4 separate regions of the Mus musculus genome follow, and regions 2, 3 and 4 are each linked to region 1. Evidence: chromatin contacts called from public HiCAR-type data. All regions are on one chromosome and are shown on one strand. Each heading gives the region's core, a stretch centred on a gene start, on an enhancer-like site or on the middle of the called end of the contact. The rest is flanking DNA. Distances are from core to core; before and after follow the strand shown.

Region 1 (6,287 bases), core at 1,683-4,182:
TTTGGGTACTTCAGAGGAACCAGAAGGAACCGCTCCTTTACAGACAGCTCAGAGGGACAGTGTAATGGCACTGTCCCTTGCTAGAGCAGTAGAGGGGTTTGGAGGCAGAGGTGAGGTCAGTGGTGTGAGGGAGTCCTACTTTCAGGGTGGATGCTGAGGGCACCAGGGTAGAAGTGGAGTCAAGTGTTGAACCTCAAACAGAGAACAGGCTGTCTGATTGCACAGTGCCCCAATCCGGCTATTTACTGTCCTGCCCTACTCTCCCCTCCCTTCACTCCCTCAGTTATTTATCGAGTGTGTATTACAAGCTTTAAGTTCTCTTGCTTTGTCTCCATGTGTGCTATGTCCAACTCCTAGCTCCCTTTTCAAATCCCTCAAGTCCTGGAGCTTGGGGATTAGATGGAGGTAACATGGCAGATTTTAGCTGGGCCAGTCCTTCCATTTCACTGCTGGCCTCCAGGGGTTAAGTGCCTTGCTGAAGGTTGGTGGGGGCTATCAGAGAGTGTGGACTGGAGACCCGCTCTAGGCTGCATTGGTCAAAGGAAAGGGTAGAGAGCAGCATTTCCCAGCCTGATACTTGAGGAAGGTGTGGTCTCCACGGAACACCTTGGGTCAGGACTCACCCTCCTGAGGGCCTCCAGGTTGGCAGTGAGATTTCAGTAAGCACCAAGCCTAGCTTTGCAGATTGTCTTCCTTACAGCTTCCTGACTGGTCTTCAGAGACCATTTCCAAGAATTCATGCAGCAAAGTATCAAATGTCTTACCCGAGTGGGGAACCTCAGCCTTGACCCTGCTTGTGTTCTGGAACCATTTACTCTGGGCACTCAGGACGAGACAGTCACTCATCACACATATTTATCAAGCACCTGCTCAATGACACGAGTCCAGAACCCGGCAGTGAAATGGACTGATGTATGAAATTTATGTCTACTGGGGAATCACTCCCAGCCAATCTAGCCAATGACTATGATATGGAGTGGGGGGGAGTGCAAGAGGTGAGTACCATGTAGTCCCAGGGATTCCAGCTGGGCTCATAATTTGGCAAGTGTCAGAGGAGCCTCTGTAAAACCTTAAGTGGAAAAGACAGGGAAGCGTTGAGCTAATGTGCTTTTCCTGTGGCTCTTGTTCCACAGTCCAATACCCAGGGTGCTGTTCCCACAGCAGTGAGAGAGAGAGAGAGTGAAGCAAACAGGGCATGGAATGGTTAGCTCCAGTTCGTCCTCTGGTCTCAACCAGTTCAGTTCAGGAGAGAGATCATTTCGCTATGACTGGCTGATTTTCAGCCCTAGGAGCTGCTTCAAATGCACAGTCTAGTTGAAGTTTAAACCCCAGCATTCCTCCCTATAAATATAAAATCCTGTCTACCCTCACCCCATCCTTTGACTTATTTTTCTTTTAAGATTAGCATCTCTGCCCCCATTTCCTCCTGCCTTCCTTCTCTGAGCGGGCTGGGACCTTGGACTGCATTGGGTCCCTATTCTATGTGACAGAGGAAGGAAGAATCAGCCGGCTCAGTGGGTCCACAACTCATGAGCTTACACACCACCTCCATAAAGGAGTGTGCCACTGACCTCTGCAGAGCACAGAAAGAGGCAGTGGTCTGAAGATCAATCTATGGGAAGACTTAAGAATGACCCTTTAATGGAGGAGTTGGCATATATTTCAAGTTGTGTCTGTTGGTTCCAGGGTTTTTAACCTCTCTAGTTAAGGGCTTAGCTTTCTTGGGACATCGGCTGCCTTATTTCTGAAAAAGACCAAATGTAACTGGTGTAACCAGCAGTTTGGGGATTGCCAAGTATGGCTTTGCCCTGTGACTCAAAAGATGTTTGTAAGGTAGATTTGGGTGAGTGCCATTATTGTGTGCATGTGTGTATGTATGGATGGGATGTGGTCTCCTGCAGACTGAAATAAACTAGAGCAATTTATCAGTGTCTTTGTGTTTCTTGGGGACAGCTCTGGGCTCAGTAAATTCAGAAGAGCTAGCTGACAACAGGTACCAAGTAAATGAGTGTGTCCTGGGTCTCCCATGTCCCAGACAGACAGTTGACGTCATCTGATTAAGCCCAAGACCCAGGTCTACTGTTAGCATTTTACAATGAATAGAGGCTTGCACACATGCAACTTGTTGAGAGACTGCATCTGACAGAATGTGCCCTCTGGAGCTGACCCACCAGCTCCAAGTTAGGAACCTCTTTTATAATTCTACTCCAGAAATGTCTTCAACATCAGTCAGTATACGCAGATCTGAATCTTAACCCTTCCTGGCTGAAAGCTATTGGATAATTTAACTGCTTTGTGTGGAATTCTCTTATTACATATTTTTTTCCAGACAGGGTCCCATGTAACTCAGGATATCTAGAGATTGCTATGTAGCCTAGGAAGACCTTGAATTCCTGACCCTCTAATCCCCAAAAGCTGAGATGATAGCCGCGCACCATTTGCGATGTGAAGTGGATATGGCTTATGATCTGAAACGATTGCCTTGAAAACAGTAAACAAAACCGATCTTTTGTCCCTTTTCCTCTCCGTTTTTAAAAGGGTTCTGCACCGGCACACAGTGCAGTCCACCCGCTAACCGAACCTCTCTGTCCGCTCTTCCCAGCAAAAAAGTTCCTAACTTCTCTAAGTCGGAAGCTTCTAAGAGCCCTGCAGGTAAGTGCTACCGGGAAGCATCGAGAGTCTCAGGAAGGCCGAGCGTGCCTCTCTCTAAGGAAGAAAATTAAATAGCGAGGCTGCGCACGCAGCATCCAAAGGAAGGCGGACTCCGGCCCGCGCCTCATGGCCACACCCACTGCGCGGAACCGGCCAATGGGGCCTTGTGGATTGGCAAGCGCGCGACTTCCGAGCAGCCCTCGACTGCCTCCGAGCACACTAAAAACCGGCCTGGGTGACGTCAGTCACGCGCGCCGGAAACGCGCATCTACCACGCGCCGCGGGCGCTGAGGGAAGGAAGTTGAGGCCTGAGCGGCCTGAGCTGTGTTTGAAAGGCCGCGGGTGGCAGCGGCAGCGCCAGCAGCAGCTACTTGAACACCCTGAAGGCGGCACGATGGGAGACGAGATGGATGCCATGATCCCTGAGCGGGAGATGAAGGTTAGAGCCTGGCCGGGGCCTCCCCGCCTGCGTAGTCCTGGAGTTGCCTTGGAGCCTCGCCTCTGCCGGCTGCTCCTGCAGTTCGCAGGGTCGCGATCGCTCGCCCCACAGAGCGTCCGCAGCTCTGCGTGTCGCGGGCCTGAGTTCCCTGCAAGTGCAGGTACCTGTCCTTGCGTGGGTTTGTCCACGCCTTCTGAGTTACCCCAGGTACTCTGATGGGCTGGTCGCCTTACTGGTGACAGCGATTCTTGTTTATTGAGTGAGACGTACTGTCGCCACCGTCGCTGCAGCCCTTACGACCAGCTTAGAAAGAGGAGCGCATTGAAGCCTTGAAAGCAAATGATCCAAAGTCACGTGGCAAAAGCCTTACATCTCTCTTACGATTTAGGCATGGTCTCTTGTAGCTCAAGGTGGCTTCTGGTCTTGGGCTCTTGTCTCTGCCTCCACCTCCCAAGTGGTGGGATTATTGGTGTGCATTACCACAGTTGGCTTAGACGCTCAGTTCTTATTAGCTCTCTATACTTGAGGGTGGTCCAAACTACCTAAAGTGGAGCCAAGAAACACTATCTGCCTTCAAAACCCCTAGTTAGTAGGAACAGGAAGTCAAGTTTGGCACTGGAAATCAGCTTGAACTCATGAGACTAAAGGAAAAGCAAGCGAACCCTAAGTGATCCCCATGCTACAACTTCTGGATACTGTGTTAATAGTTGGCTTATATACTCTGACAGAATGGAAAGGCAGGGGACCGTAGACAGTTGGAAATGAGTGAGTTGCAGGAAGGTGTTAGCCATTTGTGTGACCGGTGAGTCGCTAAAATGCACATGGGTCGAGTGCTCCATATCATGCTTAGAAACAGTGGCTCTTCCTTGAGTCAGCACATGTGCTGAGCCCGGTAATGGGCAAGCTTCATGTTCCTCAGATATGTTCGGGTAGAGAATTTAGAACCACAGGGCTAATAGCAGTATTTTAATTCCTGCCAAAAGCAGAAAGGAGAGGTTTGGGTTTTGGGTTTGTCTGTTGTGTTTGTTTTGTTTTGTTTTGTTTTGTTTCTTTTGTGTTGCTTCATCACACTGGCCCACCACAAAAAAAGCCACCAAGCCCCAGTGGTACAGTCATGACTATTAGGATGATAATATCAAAAAAGATAGATGATTTGTTTCTTTATGAATGGCCAGTGTGGCCTCATGGGGAAATTTGTGTGAACTTTTACCCACCGTATTCAACTGGGATTAAGAGTACTGCTCTTCCAGAGCTCCTGAGTCCAATTCCCAACACCTACAGGGCAGCACACAATTGTCTGTAGCTCTAATTCTCACACAGACACATGCAGGCAGAACACCAATGCTCATAAAAATCTTCCAGTAAATATGTATTAAACATGGACTGCAAGAAAATTAGTATGTGTGGGTGTGCTAGACACCCTTTATGAAGCATTTCATAAGGTTCTGTAGAAATACATTTTCTCTTGTAGCTGTCATATTCTTTTCACTAAAATCCCTAGCTGGAGAGTTAGGAGGTGTGGTGGAGGATACAGATAGAGCTTAACAAAGTGATTACAGATTAACACTTTTTGAGGGTATTAGATCCCCAGGAACTGGAGTTACAGACAGTTGTGAGCTGCTATGTGGGTTCTGGGAATTGAACCTAGATCCCCTGAAAGAGCAGCCAGTGTTCTTAACCATTGCTTCCTCTCTCCAGCCCTCTCTATTTATTTCATTCAGCAAATGTTAATGAGTATTATACCAAGCACCACCAAATACAGAGTCTAAAAACAAAATTGGTGGCCTCAAGGTAATAAGTATATTTTTGTTATCCTGAAATTGCATTTATGGACTATGATAATAGACATGATTTAATTTCTTCCTTGATCTTGTTTCCTATTCTAAAACAGGACTTTCAGTTTAGAGCACTGAAGAAAGTGAGGATCTTTGACTCTCCTGAAGAGTTGCCCAAGGAGCGCTCGAGTGTGCTTACCATATCCAATAAGTATGGTATGCTCTTCGCTGGTGGCACCAATGGCTTGAATGTTTTTCCTACTAAAAGCCTTCTTATCCAAAATAAACCTGGAGATGATCCCAATAAAATTGGTAAGCACGTTCTTTGATTTATAGTGTGCAGCAGAGCCAGGGCTGCAGTAGCATACTAGTCAGTGTATTTCCTTACTAAGACACGATTCTGATGTCAAAATTGTGATTTCTTTTGGCCTTGCAGGGAGCTTCCACTTAGGGTGCCAAAGGCCTTTCTGAGTTTTCTTTTCAGCTCTCTGCTATTGTTTCTGTGAGCCACTTCTCTAAGATGAGAGGGAAGAAGACCTTACTGTTGTGCTCAGTTGAACGTGGGCTCTGGGAAGCCATCCAGAAGAAGGCATGGCTGTATCACCCTGCAGACGGAAACGTGTGTCTGCAGCATTGAGCAGAAGTGTTTTCAGCAAGGGCCATAGCAAGAGTCTTGGGATATTTAAAGCAGCATTACCTATGTACAGGAGAGTTAAGCTTAGTTCCTGTAACTAGATATCCAAGGTATTGTTACTCTGTATCCATCGTGCATCAGGAGGAAGTGGGGAGAGTGCACCAGTGGGCTGGTGAGACAGCAAAATCTTCTATGTTAATACACATAAGCAGAGTTGCTGATGATCAAGACTGCCAGACAAGAACTCCAGGAGTCTTGTTCCTTCTGGCAGCTCTGATTGGGGACTGAATCAGCAGGGTTTATAAGCATAAAAAAATGTAAGCAACTGGGACAAGTTACAGTTACAGTTTTCACCAGTCAGGACTCTGGGATTAGGGACTCTCCCAAGTGTTTCATTGTTGTCAGCTGACATTGAGTGTAAGTGTTTTTGCTCAACCAATCAAATTTGTCTGTTCTTTCTGTTAGGAACAACATTATGTTTTGGGGAACTATTGTTGCTTAGAGAGGGAGTTGGTGAGCTTGTAGAGAGTCCTCAGTTCCCCAGGGCCTAGGAACTTGAACTTTGTTCATCCAATAGGAAAAATGGAGTCTGAATGTAGAATGTCAGTCCTTAAGACCAGCTCTTTATCTATGCCCAACAGGTGTATTTTTATATAGGTGAAAATGTGGGTTTGTATTGACTTGAGTAAAGGATTATGACTGTGTGCCTGTTACATGCTGTATTTTTCTGCTTTGTGTTTTTATAGTTGACACAATTCAAGGCTTGAATGTTCCTATGAAATTCCCA
Region 2 (6,287 bases), core at 1,057-3,556, 2.2 Mb before region 1:
CCTAGTTCCCTGGGCCCAGAGAAAGGGCAACGCAAGACTCTTCTTCCTCTGCCTATCACTATTCGCCCCATTTGAGGCTTTGAGATCAGGCATCACACTGGGGATCAAGATTCTGGGCTTCTCTGCACATCGTGTGCTGATAGAAAACCTGGCCATTCTCCTCCTGAATCAGTGAGCTCCCTAAGGTGGGACCTAGGTCTGTCTGTCTACAATACTGACCTATGGCCCCAGACTCAGTGTCTTGACCACTAAAAGACTGACTACAGCTTAATGTGCCCCAGCACTTGGGAGGCAGAAGCAAAAGGATCAGAATCCAGACTTCAAGGTCATATTTAACTATACAGTGAGTTCAAGACCAGCCTGGACTACAGGAGGCTGTGTCTCAAAACACAAAAACAAGAGCTGGCGAGGTGGCTCAGTGGGTAAAGGCTGCCACGCCTGATGACTTCAGTTTGATCCTGGGACCCATGGTGGCCTGAGAGAAGTGATTCCCAAAAGATGCCCTCCGACTTTCACACCCAGGCCTTGGTGTGCACACATACATACAAATAATACGTTTTTGTTTTTGTTTTTTTTTAATAAGGGACCTACCTCACAGAACTGGGGTGAGGACAAAGATAACATGATGTCTAATACAGAGCAGGTATTAATAACACAGGTCTACCAGAAGTTCTCAGCTTCCCTAGAGAGTCCTAGAATAGCTAAGAGTCAGCAAAGTGTAGTTCACAAGTCAAATCATCAAGTCTACTTTGTTTTGAGACTGGGTCTCACTGTGTTGCCCAGGTTGGCCAGGGACTCCTAAATTTAAATGATCCTTTCAGTCTCCCATAGAAGACAAAGGCTGCTGGACACCGGTGTTTATAACTGCTCTCAAAATAGCTGTTTTGTACTCCAGCCTTTTTTTTTTTTTTTTCCTTCGAGACAGGGTTTCTCTGTATAGCCCTGGCTGTCCTGGAACTCACTTTGTAGACCAGACTGGCCTCAAACTCAGAAATCCGCCTGCCTCTGCCTCCCAAGAGCTGGGATTAAAGGCGTGCACCACAACCATGTGGCTGCACTCCAGTCTTGACTAAAATACAAGAAGGTTCTCTCCTTTCCTACAGTCTAGAGATGCTTTGCATTACAATAGCAAAGAGGAGCAGAGCCAAGGAAAACACAAGGCTGTAGGCAGAAGCTGTTTAAAATCTTCCCTCTCTAGGGAAGTTTGCCAAACCCTGGGCTAGAAATCTAACTCAGGCCAGGGATTTCCTCTAACATCACGGCCAGGGTCCTGTCTGACTCTGCCTTACCAAGTCTGTGGGTGGTGAGGGAGGGTACATTGGTGGCTCTGAGAGTCAACTTCTTCTCTTCACTGCCTTCCACAGGGCCTAGCAAGAAGCGAACACGCTGATCAGGAGCAGGAGGCTGCTGGGCATTGAGACCTAAGCACAAAAGAACACAGTCAGTACTTTTCCAACCCGCAAGAGAAGGGGTAGAGAGATGGTAGCATAGAAGATGGATTTGTGTATCGTAGAAAACGTACTATGACTCCTTCAGAAGCCAGGTATCATTAATTCCAGCACTGGGGAGGCAAGAGGCGGGCCTATCTCTGAATTCAAGGCCTGACTGATCTACAGAGTTATTTCCAGGGCAGCCAGGGGTATACAGAGAAACCATTCTCTAAAAAGTGAAGAACAAACAAACAAAACAAAAATCCTAGGTTGGAAGTGTAGCTCAATTCATGGAGTGTTTGCACAATACGCAAGACGCCCCGGGTTCCATCCCCAGCACCCTAATGGGAGGTGGTACTACACAGATGTAGTCTAAGACCTTGGGTAGTGAAGGCAGGACAGTCAAAAGTTCAAGGTTATCTTCATCTTACATAGCAAATTTGAGGCTACATGACAGTTTTTAAGAAAATAAAAGAAAGGAAAAAAAGGCAAAGAAAAAAATTGGTGTTTGAGGGTCGGGGTGGTGGTCACGCTTGTGATCCCAGCATCTGGCAGGTGGAGTCAGGAGAGTCAGAATTCTCAGTGCCTCACTGATTTCAAGGTCGGATTAATTAGAAAAGACCCTGTCTCAAAAGGCAAAAAAAAAAAAAAAAAAAAAAAAAGTTCAAATTCTAACTCTGTAACAGAAACCGCGAAAAAAAACCCAACACTATAGAATGAATTTCTCTAAAGGAAAATAGCGGAGAGTGGGTAGTAACGAAATGTGTACAAGAGAAAAAAAACAAACAAACAAGAAACAGCTACAACCCGGCAAACGAACCACGTGACCTCACTCCACATCAGAAAGAACTAAAGCAAAACCGTGGGTCCGCGTCGGAGTTCTCACCTTTAAGCAGTTGCAACTCCACGGTCTCACGCAAGTGCAGCCACTTCAGCCCCGGAGGTTTATAGACAGCGAAGAGCCCCTGCAGCCGAGCTAGGCCAGAAGAACCCATGGCTGGAACTCAGCGGTTCAACATCATCCAGAAGCGGGGATGCGGGCGGAAGTGCTGCGTGGTCCTTTCCCAAATGTGGTCCCTACTGTAGGTAGCCGCCTTGTTTCCTTGGCAGGAAGAGGTTCTTTTCTTATTGCCCTCCGGGGGGGAAATAAGAGATGGAGAAGAAAATAGGGCCGGATATCGAGCAACCGAATTCTCGGTTATGTTATTTTTGAATTCTTTTCAGGAGTTTTTTGTTTGTTTGTTTCTCATATATCCCAGGCTGCCCTCAAACTTGCTAAGTTGCCGAGAATTCATTACTTTTCTGTCTCCACTTTTCCAAGATCTGGAGTGACGAGTAATTCACATCAGGCTTGGTTTTTGAGACAAGGTCTCTAGTACTGCCTTCGTACTTAAGAAATAGCCAAGAAGGATCTCGAACTGATCCTACGGCCTCCAGGTTTCAAATGCTGGGTTGACAGGCCTACGTTATAAATAACGCCTGGCTCACAGCAGTTGTTTTACTTCAGTGGCAAACAGATCTTGTGGCTTTCCTTCTCATGCTCCTGTCCATATTACAACATCTCCGATCAAAAAGCCACAGTGAGTGCAGTGTCCCAGGAGTCTTTTGACTTCTCGGGCCTCCGTAGTACCTGCGGAGCCCCGCCTAACCACGCGGACGTCCGCTGCCATGGCGACCCTGCTGCTGCTTCGCTCCCTGCGCCTCCACCGCAGTCTTCGGCCCCGTACGCGGCCAGCTGTAGGTGAGCAGCTCTGATTCCAGTGTCCGCGGCGACCAGAGGGACCGGACTCCTCTCACCTTTACCTCTTTTCTGCTCGCAGATGTACCCCTCAGGGCCGGGAGCCATGGCGCCCGCCTGCTGTACCCGGACCACATCCCAACCACCCCGCTGCAAAAGATGCTGCTGGCTGCGGGCGCGGCGGGAATGGCTCTCTACAACCCCTATCGCCACGGTAAGACGGTTTACTCTTCGGTCTCGAAAGCTGGGACCGGTGAAGACTTGGTTTGTGGGCATCCAAACCTGGCTGCGCCTATCATATTTCCCAGGATCGTTTATGATAATCAGGTGCCTGATTCTAGCTAGAACTGTTTTGGGTCTTCTGGGCACAGGGAGGAGAGGAAGAAAGAAACGTGAAGTCTACAAGTCTGCCTTTTTGTAATTCTTGGAAGAGTGTCACCCTAGCATATTAATCTCTGGGCTGAATGACCAGGTACACACCAAATTACAGCATTCTCACTGGGTAGTAAGTAAACTTGGTAAGGGCCATGATCTTCAGGATTTTCTTTGCTGAAACAGTTCAAGATCAGCTTCTTTTTGTTTGTTTGGCTTTGGTTTTTTCAAGACAGGGTTTCTCTGTGTAGCCCTGGCTGTCCTGGAACTCATTCTGTAAACCAGGCTGACCTCGAACTCAGAAATCCGCCTGCCTCTGCCTCCCAAGTGCTGGGATTAAAGGCATGCGCCACCACTGCCTGGCAAGATCAGCTTCTTTTTCCATACATACCCAGTCTTTGCTCAAAGAAAGAAAAGATGGGAGGAAGTAAAAGAAGAGACATGTGGCATGGTTTATATAGGATCTGGTGACTGTACCTGCACTCAACTCTAGCGCCATTTTTTAAAAATTGTTTTGTTGAGGCAAGGTCTCTTATAGACTGGGCTGTCCCCTAACTCCATAGATAGCCAAGGATGACTTTGAATTCCTGATCACCCTGCCTCCCTACCTCCTGAATGCTGGGACTACAGGTGTGTGCTACCCTCATACCCAGTTTATATGATGCTGGGAACCAAACTCAGGGCTTTGGGTGTGCTAAGCAAGCACTGTGTCAGCCTAGTTACTGCCATTCATCACCATTTAATCTCAAGGCCGGTGGAAACAAGACACTCTGTCTTGATAATGGTCTATGAAAGTGGTTCCTGCTGTTGATGAAAGCCTCCATATTCCTATAGGTTTGTAATGTTAAGGATAGTAGCTAGCCGGGTGTGGTGGCATACGCCTTTAATCCCAGCACTCGGGAGGCAGAGGCAGGTGGATTTCTGAGATCGAGGACAGCCTGGTCTACAAAGTGAGTTCCAGGACAGCCAGGGCTATACAGAGAAACCTAACTGTCCTAGTGGTACACGCCTTTAATATAGCACTTGGAAAGCAGAGGCAGAAAGATCTCTGAGTTTGAGGCCAGCCTGGTCTGCATAATGAGTTCCAGGCCAGCCTGTACTACAAAAAGAAACTGTCTCAAAAACAAACAAACAAAAGAATCCATTCTCTGTCTTTTCCCATCTCTGTCCTTTCAGACATGGTTGCAGTTCTAGGGGAGACCACAGGATGCCACACCCTGAAATTCCTCAGGGACCAGATGAAGAAGGATCCAGAGGGTGCCCAGATTCTACAGTAGGTCCCAACTTTGCTTTTGGCAGGGGTGTGTCTGTCCTCATCCTGTTAGGAGCCCTTCAGAGGACCATGGGTGGATATATTGCCTGGGACACTGCTCAAAGCCAGGAGCACGCATATATGTATGTGGGATTATACAATATGTCATCTTAGTCCTGTGTAAACCACAAGACTCTGCTTGCATTAAGCTGGCTGTACTTCTCCAGCTGTGCTGTATCTATCCCTTCCCTGGCATCTGTGGCCCTTCTCTCTGACTAGATTGTGTCTTTGAAGGCACCAGCTCAGCCCTGGGTTGGGATCGTCTCCATAGTCCCTAATACTGCAGTGTTCTCTTAGGGCTTGTGGCTACATAGATGTCCTGTGGCTACCTAGGCCCACTTCAGCTTCCTTTATGTGACCCTTTCACTTGCCTTGGCTGACACACACCCAGGCTTACCTTCTATATTCTGTCTTTCAGAGAGCGTCCCAGGATCTCCCTGTCTACCCTCGACCTGAGCAAGCTTCAGAGCCTGCCTGAAGGCTCACTGGGCCGTGAGTATCTTCGCTTCCTGGATGTGAATGTGAGTTTCCGGGCTCTGTGTATCCAGCAGTTACCAGTAAGGGTGGAGGGTTGCATGGGAAGAGATAGCCTAGAGCGGGAGGATGCCTAAGATGCCAACTAAGGCAGGAGTGCTTCTCAGTCTGTGACATTTTTCTATGTGATGGGTAAATGGTCTGGTAATGCCATCCCAAATACTGGAGGTTACTAGCCTCCTGTTGCATGCCAGCTCACAGGCTGGTACATGACCTGGCTAGATCCTGCCAGTGACCTTTCTTGTAAGTTCTGTTGTTATCTTCTTACAAGACATGAGGACTCAGGCACAGAGCAAGCAGTGAAACAACATAACTTCACAGCTAGTCCAGCCCTGGGCAGAGGGAACCAGCATCCTGGGATCCACTGTGCTCTGGCCAGAGTAGGACTCTCCAGCACCAGGCAAGACAGATGGTGGGAGGTGGGGATTCCCAAAACTCAACATCACTCCGTGTGCTACAGTGTAGCAAGTCAGGTCCCTGCCCCGACCCCCCTCCAGCTTGTGCTCTTATTAGAGAGGCAGTTAATAAAGTAGTTTAAAAAATTGAAATGAGAATGTAGTGGTCTGAGGAGATAGCTCAGTTGGTCAAGTTCATGTAGAAAGGCCTGGGTTCAGTCCTCAGCGTGAACCTGCTGTAGAATAGAGGAAGGGGAATCAGAAGCCCAGGGCCAGCCTAACCCACACAGTGAGGTTTTGGCCAGCCTGGGTTACACAAGACCCTGTCCCTCCTGCTTTTTGAGGTAAAATATTTCTTGAGTACTTAGAACGCACAAAGCATCATGCTCAGCCGTGGGACACAGTGAACTGAAGGAGCCAGACATCTGTTACTTGGGAGCCCACAGCCTAGCAGGCGGCCATGCTGAAGGGAACAAGACAATGGGACAGAGGATGTCTCTGGATGG
Region 3 (6,287 bases), core at 2,724-5,223, 2.1 Mb before region 1:
GCAGGACAGCCAGGGAAACCGTGTCTCAAAACAAACAAAGATGTCTTTTATTTTATGTGTTTGCCTATTTTGCCTGCTTGTATGTATATGCACTGTGCGAGTGCCTGGTGCCTGCAGAGCCAGAAGATGCAGTTCCATCCCCTGGAGCTGGAGTTATAGATGGTTGTAAGCCTCCATGTGAGTGCTGGGAATTGGACCTGGGTTCTCTACAAGAACAGTCAGTGCTTTTTAACTGCTGACACTGTTTTTCAGCCCCACTTTTTTTTTTTTAAAGATTTATTTATTATATATAAGTACACCGTAGCTGTCTTCAGATGAACCAGAAGAGGGCGTCAGATCTCATTATGGATGGTTGTGAGCCACCATGTGGTTGCTGGGATTTGAACTCAGGACCTCTGGAAGAGCAGTCAGTGCTCTTAACCACTGAGCCATCTCTCCAGCCTCTTTATTTTTTAAAGATGTATTTATTTTATGTATATGAGCACACTGTAGCTGTCTTCAGACACACCAGAAGAGTGTATTGGATCCCATTACAAATGGTTGTGAGCCACCGTGTGGCTGCTGGGAATTGAACTCAGAACCTCTGGAAGAGCGGTCAGCGCTCTTAGCTGCTGAGCCATCTCTCCAGCCCCCCACTTTTTATTAATTGATTATTGTTGAGACAAAATCCCACTGTAGCTCAGCCATGACATCCTCCTGCCTCGGGTTCTCAAGCTCTAGAATTACAAGTGTGATCTACCAGGCTATGTCTGAGCCTCAGGCCTGGTGCCTGAGGAAGCCAGAAGCCTTTGTATCTCCTAGAACTAGAATTACAGATGGTTGTTAGCTGACAAATGGGTTCTGGGAATTGGTCCTTTGTAAGAGCAGCCAGTGCCCTTAACCCCTGAGCCATCTCTCCAGTCTCTCCTCTGTCTCAGTACCATGACACTGGTGATTAGGTTTCAGATATGAGTGTTGCAGGGTGGAGGTGGGGTCACAAGCACTCTGACCACAGCACCCCTGTCACTAATAGAGTGGGCAGTGGCTCTGGGTGAGTAGGATGGGGACAGCTTTAGAGAGAATCCACAATGGGGACCAGCAATCCCTGTGCCGGAGACTGCCATGCAAAAGAGAGGACGCTGCCTTCCCCCTTCCCTCCAGGATGTTTTCATGGGCCCTTCTCATTGCAGGACCATTGGCCTGGAAAGAGTCCAACAGGAAGCTGTGACCAAAGCCAGGGTAGAGATCTGAGTCCAGTGTCCAGCCCCCGGGAGACTGTTCATCATCAGGTAAGCGCTTTCGTTGTTGAACCTGCTCCTTCCATCCTCTCTCAATAGAGGGAGTGTGTCCTTCCACTTTCCTAGTGTCCCGAAGAGCTAAAGAGCAGCTCTATCTAGGAAAGCAGACCATTCAGGCAGAGGGAAGGTAGATGGATGCAGAGGCCTGGCTCAGGCTCCCTACCCAGAGAGAGAGAGAGAGCGCGCCTCAAGTGCATTCATGCTCAAGGTCTCCCTGTAGCAAACCTTCACATTAGCCATCATCAGTCAGGTTTTACCTGTGAGAATCAGGAGACTCAGGGAAAGTGACTGTCAGAGATTGGTGACAGATACCCAGCAAGAATATCTTAAGCCCCTTTCCCTCATCCTTTTTTCTCTCCTAAGAGAGGTTGGAGATTCCCTTTCATTCTAACAGAGTCCCAAGATTTGCTCTGTCCCAAAGGAGGCTGTATCTCCTATTTTGGAAGCGGGATGGGTTGCCATCAGAGGTTCTGTGGTGACCCCTAAGTCCTACCCTCAGTCGGAGTGGGCTCTGCTTTATTATTACCATCATTATCATTATTATTTATTTGTTTAAAGACTTATTTATTTATTATATGTAAGTTCACTGTAGCTGTCTTCAGACACTCCAGAAGAGGGCGTCAGATCTTGTTACAGATGGTTGTGAGCCACCATGTGGTTGCTGGGATTTGAACTCCGGACCTTCGGAAGAGCAGTCAGGTGCTCTTACTCACTGAGCCATCTCACCAGCCCTTATTTATGTTTTAATGTTGTTCCCCTTCCCAGTCCTCCCTCCAGGATCTCCCCAATCCCACCTCCCTCCCCTTCGCCTTTAAGAGGGAGCTCAACCACCCACCCACCCGTTGTTCCCTCCTCACCCTTCTAGTATCCTCCTTCTTGGCGCATCAAGCCTCCACAGGACCAAGTGCATCCCCTCCCAAATAACTCTTCTTTCAAAAGAAAAAACAAACACATTGTGTCAAACGAAATGCTCCTCAGAGTCAATGTGATGATGTTGCTTAGGTCTTATTTGGGAAGTTAAAGATGCAATCTTTAATTTTATTGTATTAAAAAGCAATTGAAGCCGGGCGGTGGTGGCGCACGTTTTTAATCCCGCACTTGGGAGGCAGAGGCAGGTGGATTTCTGAGTTCGAGGCCAGCCTGGTCTACAAAGTGAGTTCCAGGATAGCCAGGGCTACACAGAGAAGAAACCCTGTCTCGAAACAAACAAACAAACAAACAAACAAACAAACAAAGCAATTGAAAGAAGGGCTTTGCTTTAAGGGCCGGAGCCTGCGGAGGTGATGCGAGGTCGCGGAAGTGGCCAGATCAGCTGCACTCAGTCCTCTCCCCCAAGCTTGGGCTTGCTCTCCAACTCATCGCGTCATCTGCTGGGTATGTGGAGTTACTGCCTCAGGCCGCCAGAGGGCGTCTCAGATGGAGCAGGGGGCGGGAACCTGGGCTCCTCGCGAAGACTGCAGCCTCCACGGCTGAGAGGCAGAGAGCCGGGAATCCCGGGTGTCAGTATTCCAGGAGTGAGATGAACGCCCATGGTACAAGCGGTCCACCATGGCCCACGGATCCTTCCTTCCGTGCCAACGCCTTCCGAGGTCCACACGGAGAAGGCGGACCCCAGGACGCGTCTGGAGCAGGTGCCTAACCCTGGACCTCTAGGGCCTGGGCGGAGAAGAGGACAGCGGAGCGTACAGGCGCCTAAGAGGGGCGCAGGGGCCCCAAGGCAGTAACCACGCCCCTCTAAGACCCCGCCTCCATGCCCCGCCCATCCCGCCCCCTCCCTACTGTGGTGGGAAACCCGGGGCCCTCCACAGCCACCGAGTCCCGCCATGCACGTTGCGCGGCTCCTACCTCTGCTGCTCCTGTTGGGGCAGCAGCTCCGGGCTGCCAGTGTCACAGAGCCGACGCTACCCACCGTGGTCCTTGCCATCCTGGCCCGCAATGCTGAACACTCTCTGCCCCACTACCTGGGTGCGCTGGAGCGCCTGGACTACCCCCGGGCCAGGCTGGCCCTCTGGTGAGAGATCCAGGGGTGGGTGCATATGGGCATCAAGCCCCAGGACCCAGGAAGGCTTTTGACCTGGAGGCCTCATTACTTCTGCCCAGACACAACCCGAACAAGCTCCTCCCTCCCAGACAGCCCTTCAACAGTATTCCTAGACCCCGCGGGGCAAGAATAGACCTCTGAGGCCAGGGTTCAGCCCAGGGACACTCACCCCTCCTTTGGGCTCCCTACATGTCTCGGGCGTCCCCGGCTTCCCGGGTTTCCCCTGGGTTTCAGTTAGGCCTGTCCTTTCTGACCTAGCCCTTGGGGCTCGGCAGTACATCGCAGTAAAGACCTGTGGTCTGCCTGATGTGCGGTAGAACAGACTGAACCTCTGGAATCCCCTGGGGCCCAGCATAGAAAGGATCAGTCAGACTGGAGGTTTCTAGAGAGCAGGTGGAGGGAACCCTCAGCTCCAGGCGGCATGCTCGGGTGCCCTTCTGAGTGGTACTGCTAAGCTTCTCTGGGTAGAGAGAGGGGCTGGCTGGTTCTGATAGCCAAGGGTGTGGTCTCATGGGACGCTGGGATCAGAGGTTGCAGTACCCTGTCTAAAAAAGTCAAAACAGGGAGGAGCCTGAGCAGAGGCTGGAGATAGAGTACTCCTCACAGCACACCAAAGTTGGGCTGGGGTGGAGCTGTGGCCTGGGGAGGCTGCCCACAGCCACCACACTTGGGGAGTTAGTTAGTTCCCACCCCTGTAAGACTTGACACGTAGTTCTGGGGAATTGGCTTAAAGGAACAGCATCGCCTAAAACCTGGGCTCTTGGCTAAGCCTTCCACCTCCATTACTAGAGCCCCCTCCCCAGCAGAGGGAAAGCTGTGCTCCATGGTAACAGAACTTGGATCACCACTAACACTTCTCAGGGGTTGTCGGAGCATGGTGTGAGCCTAATTACAGCTGGGGGGAGTTAGGTAAGGAGAGAAAGGCAATGACTGTTTTGTCTGATTCTGAGCTGGAAAAGGCCTGATGTGTGGAGCCATGAAGAGGGACGGAAGTGAAGGGACGTGGCAGGTGCAATCTTTAAGCTCAAGGGACTTTTCAAGTGCACTCAGGCCGAGGATGGCTCAGGGGTCAGGGGCTTGCTTGATGTGTACAAGTCTCTGGGTTCAATTCCCACAGTACAATGCACAAAATTAGAAGGACAGACGTGAAGCACAGAGAGGCATGGACCTTGCCTGAGGCTACACAGGACATCCTCCAGCACCTCCACTGGAGCGCACAACTCTGCCCCATCGCTCTCAGGACAGTCATTCTGTGTTGTGCTCACAGGTGTGCCACAGATCACAACATGGACAACACCACAGGGATGCTCCGGGAATGGCTGGCTGCTGTGGGTCGGGACTATGCGACTGTCGTCTGGAAGCCTGAGGAGGAGGCCAGGTGGTTAACCGAGGGCAAGGGTACTGGAAGATGGTGAACAGCTATTCCCCAGGGCACAGCCCCCAGAGCACGCATGTCTATTCTATGCAGAGAACGAGAGGCCCCTCTCTCAAGAGAGCATTTCACCTTTCTCCACTTCAGGTCCTACCCAGATGAACAGGGTCCCAAGCACTGGACCAAAGAACGGCATCAGTTTTTGATGGAGCTGAGGCAGGAAGCACTGGCCTTTGCCAGGGACTGGGGAGCTGACTACATCCTGGTAAGAAAGCCTGGCTACAGAGTATGGGGGAGGCCTCAGGACCTGCTTCCAATAAAGTCTGGTTATAACCAAACTGTCTATAGGACAGATCTTCTGAAGACTGAGCTGAGACCCCTGTATTTAAGCTCACACTAGATACTAAGCCTGGCTCCTTGTACAGGTCTTAGGTTATATGCTGTTCCTAGATTCCTGAGCTTTTGTATGCCAAGAGTATAAACTGAGCCTGGATCCCTGGATTAGAGCTCAGAATAGAATTTTTTTCCAATATTTTTGTTATGTTTGCTCACTGGGTTTTCGAGACAGGGTTTCTCTGTGTAATCCCGACTGTCCTGGAACTCATGCTGTAGACCAGTCTGGCCTCAGAGATCCTCCTGCCTCTGCCTCCCAAGGGTTGGGATCCAAAGTGTGTGCCTCCACCACCTGATTTACTTTTGTTTTTCAAAGGTGGGTGTCTTGGTGCATGCAGCCCACAGAGGGCAGAAGGGGGCCTGGAAGCGAACTCCACTTAGTAGTGAGTCACCATTGGGTCAATGGGTTTCCAACTCAGGTGCTCTGCAAGAGCTACCAGTCCTTTTTTTTATTTTCGAGACAGGGTTTCTCTGTGTAGCTCTGGCTGTCCTGGAACTCACTCTATAGACCAGGCTGGCCTCGAACTCAGAAATCCGCCTGCCTCTGCCTCCCAAGTGCTGGGATTAAAGGCATGTGCCACCACCCCCCAGCACTCTTTTTTTTTTTTTTTTTTGGTTTTTTGGTTTTTTGAGACAAGATTCTTAGATCTGCTACTTGCTCTGCTCTAAGCCAGCATCTCAGAATGGCCCTTTGTCAGAAATGGTTAGCCCCTTCTCATATCTGTATCCTGTATCCTGTATCCTGTATTATGTATGTATGTATGTATGTATGCATGTATGTATATATAAGTGCACATGCCATGGTATGTGTGTGCATGTCAGAGGATGGCTTTCCAGAGTTGGTTCCTTCTACTGTGTGGGTCCCAGAGACTGGATTCTAGTTGTCAAGCTGGGCAGCAAGTGCCTTTACCTTTCTAGGCGCCTCTCTCTGGCCCTGGTTAGATCTCTGTGTGCTCAGAGCTACTCTGAAGAAATTCCCCCTCAGTGAACTCTGGTCCCGAGTCTGAGACAGGATTCCCTGTGACACTGTCCTTCTCCAAAGTTCGCAGATACAGACAACATTCTTACTAACAACCAGACACTGAAGCTTCTCATAGATCGGCAGCTGCCGGTGGTGGCCCCGATGCTGGACTCTCAGACCTATTATTCCAACTTTTGGTGTGGGATCACTCCACAGGTGAGACTGGGTGAGGCCCCAAGAGCC
Region 4 (6,287 bases), core at 1,594-4,093, 2.0 Mb before region 1:
CCACCATGCATGCTGGCAATTGAAACCATGCTCTCAATAAGAGTAACATGTGTTCAACTGCTGACCCAGCTCATCTCTCCAGCCTCAGGACCCTGCCCATCCACCATCACCAACCAAGTATGTTAAGATGCGGGGGGGCCACCTGATTTTCCAGGCTTTCCAATGCAGAATGCTCCCCCACAAATTCTACCTACACATTGGATCTCTAGACCTTCATTGTCCCCCAGATCTTCAAATGCCTCCAGCCCTGCTAGTGCCTCATTTTCACCAAATGCCCCAAAGCACCCTATATTACCTGAATGTCTCTAAGTGGATCCAGGTCCCCTTAATGCCTCATTATTGCCAAAGACCACAACACACACACATACACACACACACACACACCCCACATGCACACACACACACACACCCCACATGCACACACACACACACACACACACACACACACACACACACATCTTGAAGGATTACAGATGTCTCCAGGATCCCCAGTGAACCCAGGCTTTCAAGTTTGCCCCTGTCCCTCAGCTCCACTTGTGGCTCCTCAGGTCTTTCCAAGGCCACATGTTCCCCAAAAGTCTATCAAGTAGTGGAGAGGTTGCACCAGGTATAGCCCAGAACAAAAGAGTAAGCTGGAAAAATTCTTTGTAAAGTCCAAGTCTCCTTCCTTCAAACAATGCCAGGAGCTGGCACAAAGTGTATATGTGATGGAATACCAGATCTGGATATGGCTTAAGAACAGGAGGTCTAGATACTTTCGGGAGCATCCCCAAAAACATATAAAATCTCCTGGGAATTGAGGTGGGAGAGCCCACACTCACTGCACCAGCAGTGATCCTGTGTCCCCAAGCCTAGCAGATGTTGGCTCCCTCTTTCCACCCAGCACCCCTGGAATCTTCCCATCCCTTCTTCAGTCTTGACTGGTCCTGGGGAACATTCTGGGTGTGGTGCTGGCTGCCCATACCCAGACTACAGCAACCACTGGTCCATTTTCATCAACAAAAGCCATGGACCCAGTTCAATCTGTAGCAGTTTTAGACACATCAGACTCAGCTCCATAGATAAGACTCAGTCCTAGCCAAAGCTCCAGTACTCTGCCACCTTCATAGATCCAACATCAGCTCAAGCTCTCTCAAAAGATGCTGCTTTGAAGATCCATGTAGAATAAAACACTTGCATCCCAGGACCAGTTCTGGAACTGGCAAGCCGGGCATGGTGGCACACGCCTGTAATCCCAGCACTCGGGAGGCAGAGGCAGGCGGATTTCTGAGTTCGAGGCCAGCCTGGTCTACAGAGTGAGGTATGCACCACCACATCCTGGCCACAAAAAAAAAAAGTTGAATTTGGCCTATTGTTTGAGAGGGTTAGAGTTCGTAATTGTGGACTACATAGTACAGAGTTCACATCTGGATCCACACTGGGAGGCATCGGAGGAGCACCAGGAATCACAAGTCCTTTGAAACCCCCAAGCCTACACTAACGAACACCTCCACTAGTAAAGACACAATTTTTCCCAAGCAGTTTCAACACCTGGAGACCAGATAGTCAAATCATGAGCCTATGGCGGCCATTCTCATTCAGGTAACTATAGCATCTCAGCCACTCTCACCCAAGTCCAAAATTCCAGAGATTGGCGCTGGAGAGAGTTCACTGGTTAACTACTGGTTGTGCGAGGGGAAGCATCCATCCAGGACACAGAGGAAAGAACCTTGACTTTATCAAGGTGGGCTGGAGAAATGCAGCTAAGGTGCTGACCACATTTGTGGTCACATCCACCAGCAACAGTCCAGCTCCTTTGACATTCGATTCCTCTGGTCTTAGAAGGCACCTACGGTAATCACATGCACATTTTCATACATGTTGAAAATAAATATACCTTTTCCTGAGAGCCAGGGTCCTACCATATAGCTCTGGGTGGCTCAGAACTCATGTAGACCAGCCTTGTCTTCAACTCAGATCCCCTGCCTCTGCCTCTCATGTGCCAAGACTGAAGGCATGCACCACCATGCCTTGGCTCCTACACAATTTCTCAATAAAAAAAAAAAAAAGTTGTCAAATGTAGACCACCACATGCATGTGTGGGTATGTAATTTCGATTCTATTTTCTGAACTAGTGTAAGCTGTGCACCACAGTGTTGAGCTGTAGAACTGTTTGGATTGGGGTCCATTCCTGGGAAGTTTTTTTCCTAGCTAGGCCTTTTCCTGGCTGTCCTGGAACTTACTCTGTAGACCAGGCTGGCCTGGAACTCAAGAGATCTGCTTGCCTCTGCCTCCTGAGTGCTGGGATTTAAGTTATGTAACGCTTCACCCAGATCATTCTTGGGGGACTCTTGTATTAACGTTTGTAAAATATTTTATTAGAAGTCCAAAGATTTTTTTTTTAGTAAAAAAAGTATGTATGTATGTATGTATGTATGTATGTATGTATGTATGTATGATGTGCGTGCGTAGAGTAAAAGTCCACAAAGAGGGCAATGGAACCGTCTGAGTTGGAGTTTCTGTTGTGAGCTATCATGGGGTGTTGGAAAATGAACCAGGCTCCACCACAAGGACAGTAAGGACTGTTAACGCCCGAACAGAAAAAATACTGCTTGTTCTCTTGAGGTTCTTATCCACCTCAAACCGCTGTCACGGACTCATGAGCAGTAGATGGGTCAAAAACCGCAGAGCATCACCCTGGCAATTGTGACTGCGAGAAATTACATTGAGATTCAGATCCACGTAGGCTCGCTAGTTTAGCCTCAATCCCGCATTCTTGCTCTGGCCAGGGGGCGGCGCTCACTAGTGGGCGGGGCGCTGCTGACGGACAGGTTCTGCGACCGTTACGGAGAGGCTGCGCCGGATGTGGGGCGGACACCCCGGAAGCGGAAGGCGGCGCCACCTCGGCGGCGGATTCGAGGGTTTGTTGTCAGTCGTGTCAGCTGGTGACATGCCATGCCGTCCGATGGTCGCTGCTGGGAAACTCTGAGGGCGCTCCGCAACACCAGCAAAGGCCGCCTGCGCTACGACCGCGAGTGGCTGCTGCGCTACGAGGTGAGCGGCGGCCCGCGGCCCGCGTTTAGCAGGCTCCCTAGTGACCGCGGTGGAGGACCGGGAGTGGGAACGGGACGGGACGGGCTGCGATCCTTTTTTTTTTTATCTTCTGTATTAACTTATTTGCTTGGGCCTTCAGCTGTTAAGCATCACATGTAATAATGTCTTATACTTACCAATGGACATACAAATAGGGTTAACCGTGCCGGGCATAGTGGCGCACGCCTTTAATCCCAGCACTTGGGAGGCAGAGGCAGGCAGATTTCTGAGTTCGAGACCAGCCTGGTCTACAGAGTGAGTTCCAGGACAGCCAGGGATGCCCAGAGAAACCCTGCCTCGAAAAACCAAAAAGAGAAAACAACAACAAGAAGAACAAAAACAAATAAATAGGCTTAACCTTCTTCTCTTTAGGATGTTTTGGAAGAATGCATGTCTCTTCCCAAACTGTCTTCTTACTCTGGATGGGTGGTAGATCACATCCTACCCAACACCTCAGGCCACACGCAAGAGAGTGCTCCTTCTTCTGATAATTCACCATCCTCTGGATCTGCATCTGGCTTGTACCAATCCTCACTACTAAAATCTCCTGTCAGAAGTAGCCCACAATCCCCGTCACCCTCATCACCAAATGGAACCCAGGTAAGGCTTAATTTGCTTAAGACAAAAGACTTGTTGGCTGCAAGGTTGAAATGTTTAGTCACATGACAGTGACTTGGGGGAGACGATTTGTTTCCCATATCATCGTATCATCCACTGTTGGTATGCGTGTATGCGCATGTGTGTGGAGGCCAGAAATCAACTTTAGGTCTTGAGTCTCAGAGGCCTCATCTTGGGTTGTGAGGCAAGTGTCCCTCATTGGCCTGGAGCTCATCAATTAGGATTAACTGGCCAGTAGTCCCAGAAATCATCCTGTCTCTTCTTCTCTAGTGCTGGAACTCTTTTTTTTTTTTTTTTTAAGATTTATTTATTTATTATATGTAAGTACACTGTAGCTGTCCTCAGACACTCCAGAAGAGGGAGTCAGATCTCATTATGGATGGTTGTGAGCCACCATGTGGTTGCTGGGATTTGAACTCCTGACCTTCGGAAGAGCAGTCGGGTGCTCTTACCCACTGAGCCATCTCACCAGCCCTAGTGCTGGAACTCTTAAGTGCATGCCACCATGCCATTTTTATAAGGATCATTAGAGTCAAACCTTAGGCCTTCCCTGCTTGTACTTTACCCATTAATCTATCTCCCCAGCACAGAAGAAACACCAGTTTATTAAAGAGAAGCAGTGTAACACCAGGTGTGGTGGTGCACACCTTTAAGTGCAGCACTTGGAAGGCAGAGGCAGGTGGGGTCCTGTGAATTCAAGACCATCCTGGTCTACAGAGCAACTTCTAGGCCAGCCAGGGCTACATAATGAAACTCTGTCTTTAAAACAAACAAACAAACAAAGAAACGAAAGTTTTGTGCTTCTTAGCCTTTTGGGGAAGATGGAATGTAAATGAGTTAGGGCCAGGAATGGGGAGAGAGAGAGAGAGAGAGAGGAACAACATAGCAAAGTTGATGTCATAATACACAGCGTTCCCTGTTGACTGTTCTCATTGGCAGCATGAACCTGGGAGAGCAGGGCGTAAAAAACGAGGAAGACTGATGTCTCATATGATAACTAACTTTACTCAGAGATTCAGATAACTTATACTCTGAGGGAAAAGTCACCTGGGTACTGTATTCAGTCACAAGGACAAGCCACCAGTGGGAAAACGTTTTTCCTTTTTCCTTAGATGAATTTAAATGAATATTAGCCAGTTGTAATGAATAATCTGAATTAAACCCATTCCTATCTGCTACAGGTAGGAGGGGGCAGTGCATATTCTGAGAACACATCTGTGTGTTGAAACTGAGGTCACAAGACTCTTGTTTTCTTGGAGTTTTCTCACAAGTACTTAGAATTCTCGTACAACTCCATTCTTGGGGTTTTTTGTTTGTTTTGGGTTTTTCGAGACAGGGTTTCTCTGTATAGCCCTGGTTGTCCTGGAAATCACTTTGTAGACCAGGCTGTCCTGGAACTCAGAAATCTCCCTGCCTCTGCCTCCCGAGTGCTGGGATCAAAGGCATGCGCCACCACGCCCGGTGTGTACAACTCCATTCTTAGCCTGTATTCTGACACTAAATTATTTTCATTATTGGTGGCTTATAAATTTAATATTGGTTCCAAAGTTGGGTGTGTTAGAGTTTGGACCTCAAGTGTCCCTCAGAGGATTCTGTGTTGAACTTTGTCCCACTTGCGGCAACATTGAAAGGTGCAGCTTTGAGAAAGTAGGTCATTCTCTTCAGAGAGATACATAGACGGGACGGGCCATAATCTCATGGTTTATCAGGGGTGGGAGCAGTCGCTAGTGCTAACAGCAAGAACTGGGTCCTTGTTTCCTAAATCTAACCCTGGCCCTTTCCTCCACTTAAGGGTGGCTGCTTTTCCCACCACATGCCTCTGCTGTCATGTTCTGCCTTAACACAGCCCAGAACCAGGAAACACATATACAGAAACCATGAGACCATGTACAGAAACCTCTGAATTGCGAGCCAGAAGAAGTCTTGTTTTGGATAGTTTCTTAGGTGAACACCTAGAAAGCTACTCTAACAGAAAGCCAGCAAGGACGTGATCTTTGTCTCTAAAAGACAACATAAGTTTACCATGTTCAAAGCTTACTTATGCCGGGCGTGGTGGCGCACACCTTTGTTCCTAGCACTCGGGAGGCAAAGGCAGGCAGATTTCTGAGTTTGAGGACAGCCTGGTCTACAAAAGTGAGTTCCAGGACACCCAGGGCTATACAGAGAAACCCTATCTCGAAAAACCAAAAAAAAAAAAAAACCAAAAAAAAGCTTACTTATTTCCTCATCTTCTATTTAGAGCACACATGAGTCCCCGTTCACAGAACCTATTGCACCTCAGTCCTCCCGGGCGATCAAAGTGGAAGGTTGCATCCGAATGTACGAATTGGCGCACAGAATGAGAGGAACAGTAAGTGAGAGCAGGGGACGGGGCTTGACACTACAGAGCCACTTTGTGGGAGATTCTCTGGGGAGGATACTAACTGTATGCTAATCATGATTTGCCACCCACTGACAGCTCACTTGGGGAGGTAGTGTGACAGTGAACTCTAACTGAAGTCTGCTTCTATTTTCTGACAGGTAGAAGTTTAAGGTCAACCTTAGCTATAGAACAAGTTTGAGACCAGCACGGGATACATGAAATCCTGTCTCTAAAA

Evidence for each region. HiCAR-type assays count read pairs that join an accessible place to other places.
Region 2: a contact with region 1 is called in a HiCAR-type map of astrocytes, with 4 times the contacts expected there. The contact joins the promoter of Coq4 here to the promoter of Nup214 in region 1. A contact is called at or near these places in 1 of 39 promoter capture datasets (pre-B cells), 1 of 115 datasets of contacts at active chromatin or transcription factors (astrocytes) and 2 of 9 other capture datasets (liver and pancreatic islet).
Region 3: a HiCAR-type map of astrocytes shows a contact between it and region 1, with 5 times the contacts expected there. The contact joins the promoter of 2600006K01Rik here to the promoter of Nup214 in region 1. A contact is called at or near these places in 3 of 39 promoter capture datasets (liver and pre-B cells), 1 of 115 datasets of contacts at active chromatin or transcription factors (astrocytes) and 1 of 9 other capture datasets (liver).
Region 4: a HiCAR-type map of astrocytes shows a contact between it and region 1, with 6 times the contacts expected there. The contact joins the promoter of Gle1 here to the promoter of Nup214 in region 1. A contact is called at or near these places in 2 of 39 promoter capture datasets (liver and pre-B cells), 2 of 115 datasets of contacts at active chromatin or transcription factors (astrocytes and embryonic forebrain) and 3 of 9 other capture datasets (adipose tissue, embryonic stem cells and liver).

The regions. Positions count from the first base shown.
Region 1 is chr2:31,971,518-31,977,804 of GRCm38.p6, forward strand. It overlaps Nup214 (nucleoporin 214), which reads left to right and starts at 2,933. Exons shown (of 36, transcript NM_172268.2): 1 at 2,933-3,091; 2 at 4,983-5,178; 3 at 6,247-6,287. The coding sequence starts at 3,047. It overlaps Aif1l (allograft inflammatory factor 1-like), which reads left to right. Exons shown (of 6, transcript NM_145144.1): 6 at 1-1,925.
Region 2 is chr2:29,785,187-29,791,473 of GRCm38.p6, forward strand. Coq4 (coenzyme Q4) reads left to right here and starts at 2,307. Exons shown (of 7, transcript NM_178693.5): 1 at 2,307-3,171; 2 at 3,251-3,382; 3 at 4,717-4,813; 4 at 5,271-5,373. The coding sequence starts at 3,099. It overlaps Trub2 (TruB pseudouridine (psi) synthase family member 2), which reads right to left and starts at 2,485. Exons shown (of 8, transcript NM_145520.5): 1 at 2,317-2,485; 2 at 1,290-1,421. The coding sequence starts at 2,425.
Region 3 is chr2:29,866,438-29,872,724 of GRCm38.p6, forward strand. 2600006K01Rik (a long non-coding RNA gene) reads right to left here and starts at 3,974. Exons shown (of 3, transcript XR_003954007.1): 1 at 3,123-3,974; 2 at 2,135-2,933; 3 at 1,914-1,958. Cercam (cerebral endothelial cell adhesion molecule) reads left to right here and starts at 3,057. Exons shown (of 12, transcript NM_207298.2): 1 at 3,057-3,288; 2 at 4,586-4,696; 3 at 4,838-4,955; 4 at 6,126-6,260. The coding sequence starts at 3,101.
Region 4 is chr2:29,932,566-29,938,852 of GRCm38.p6, forward strand. It overlaps Gle1 (GLE1 RNA export mediator (yeast)), which reads left to right and starts at 2,844. Exons shown (of 16, transcript NM_028923.3): 1 at 2,844-3,033; 2 at 3,445-3,672; 3 at 5,930-6,040. The coding sequence starts at 2,935.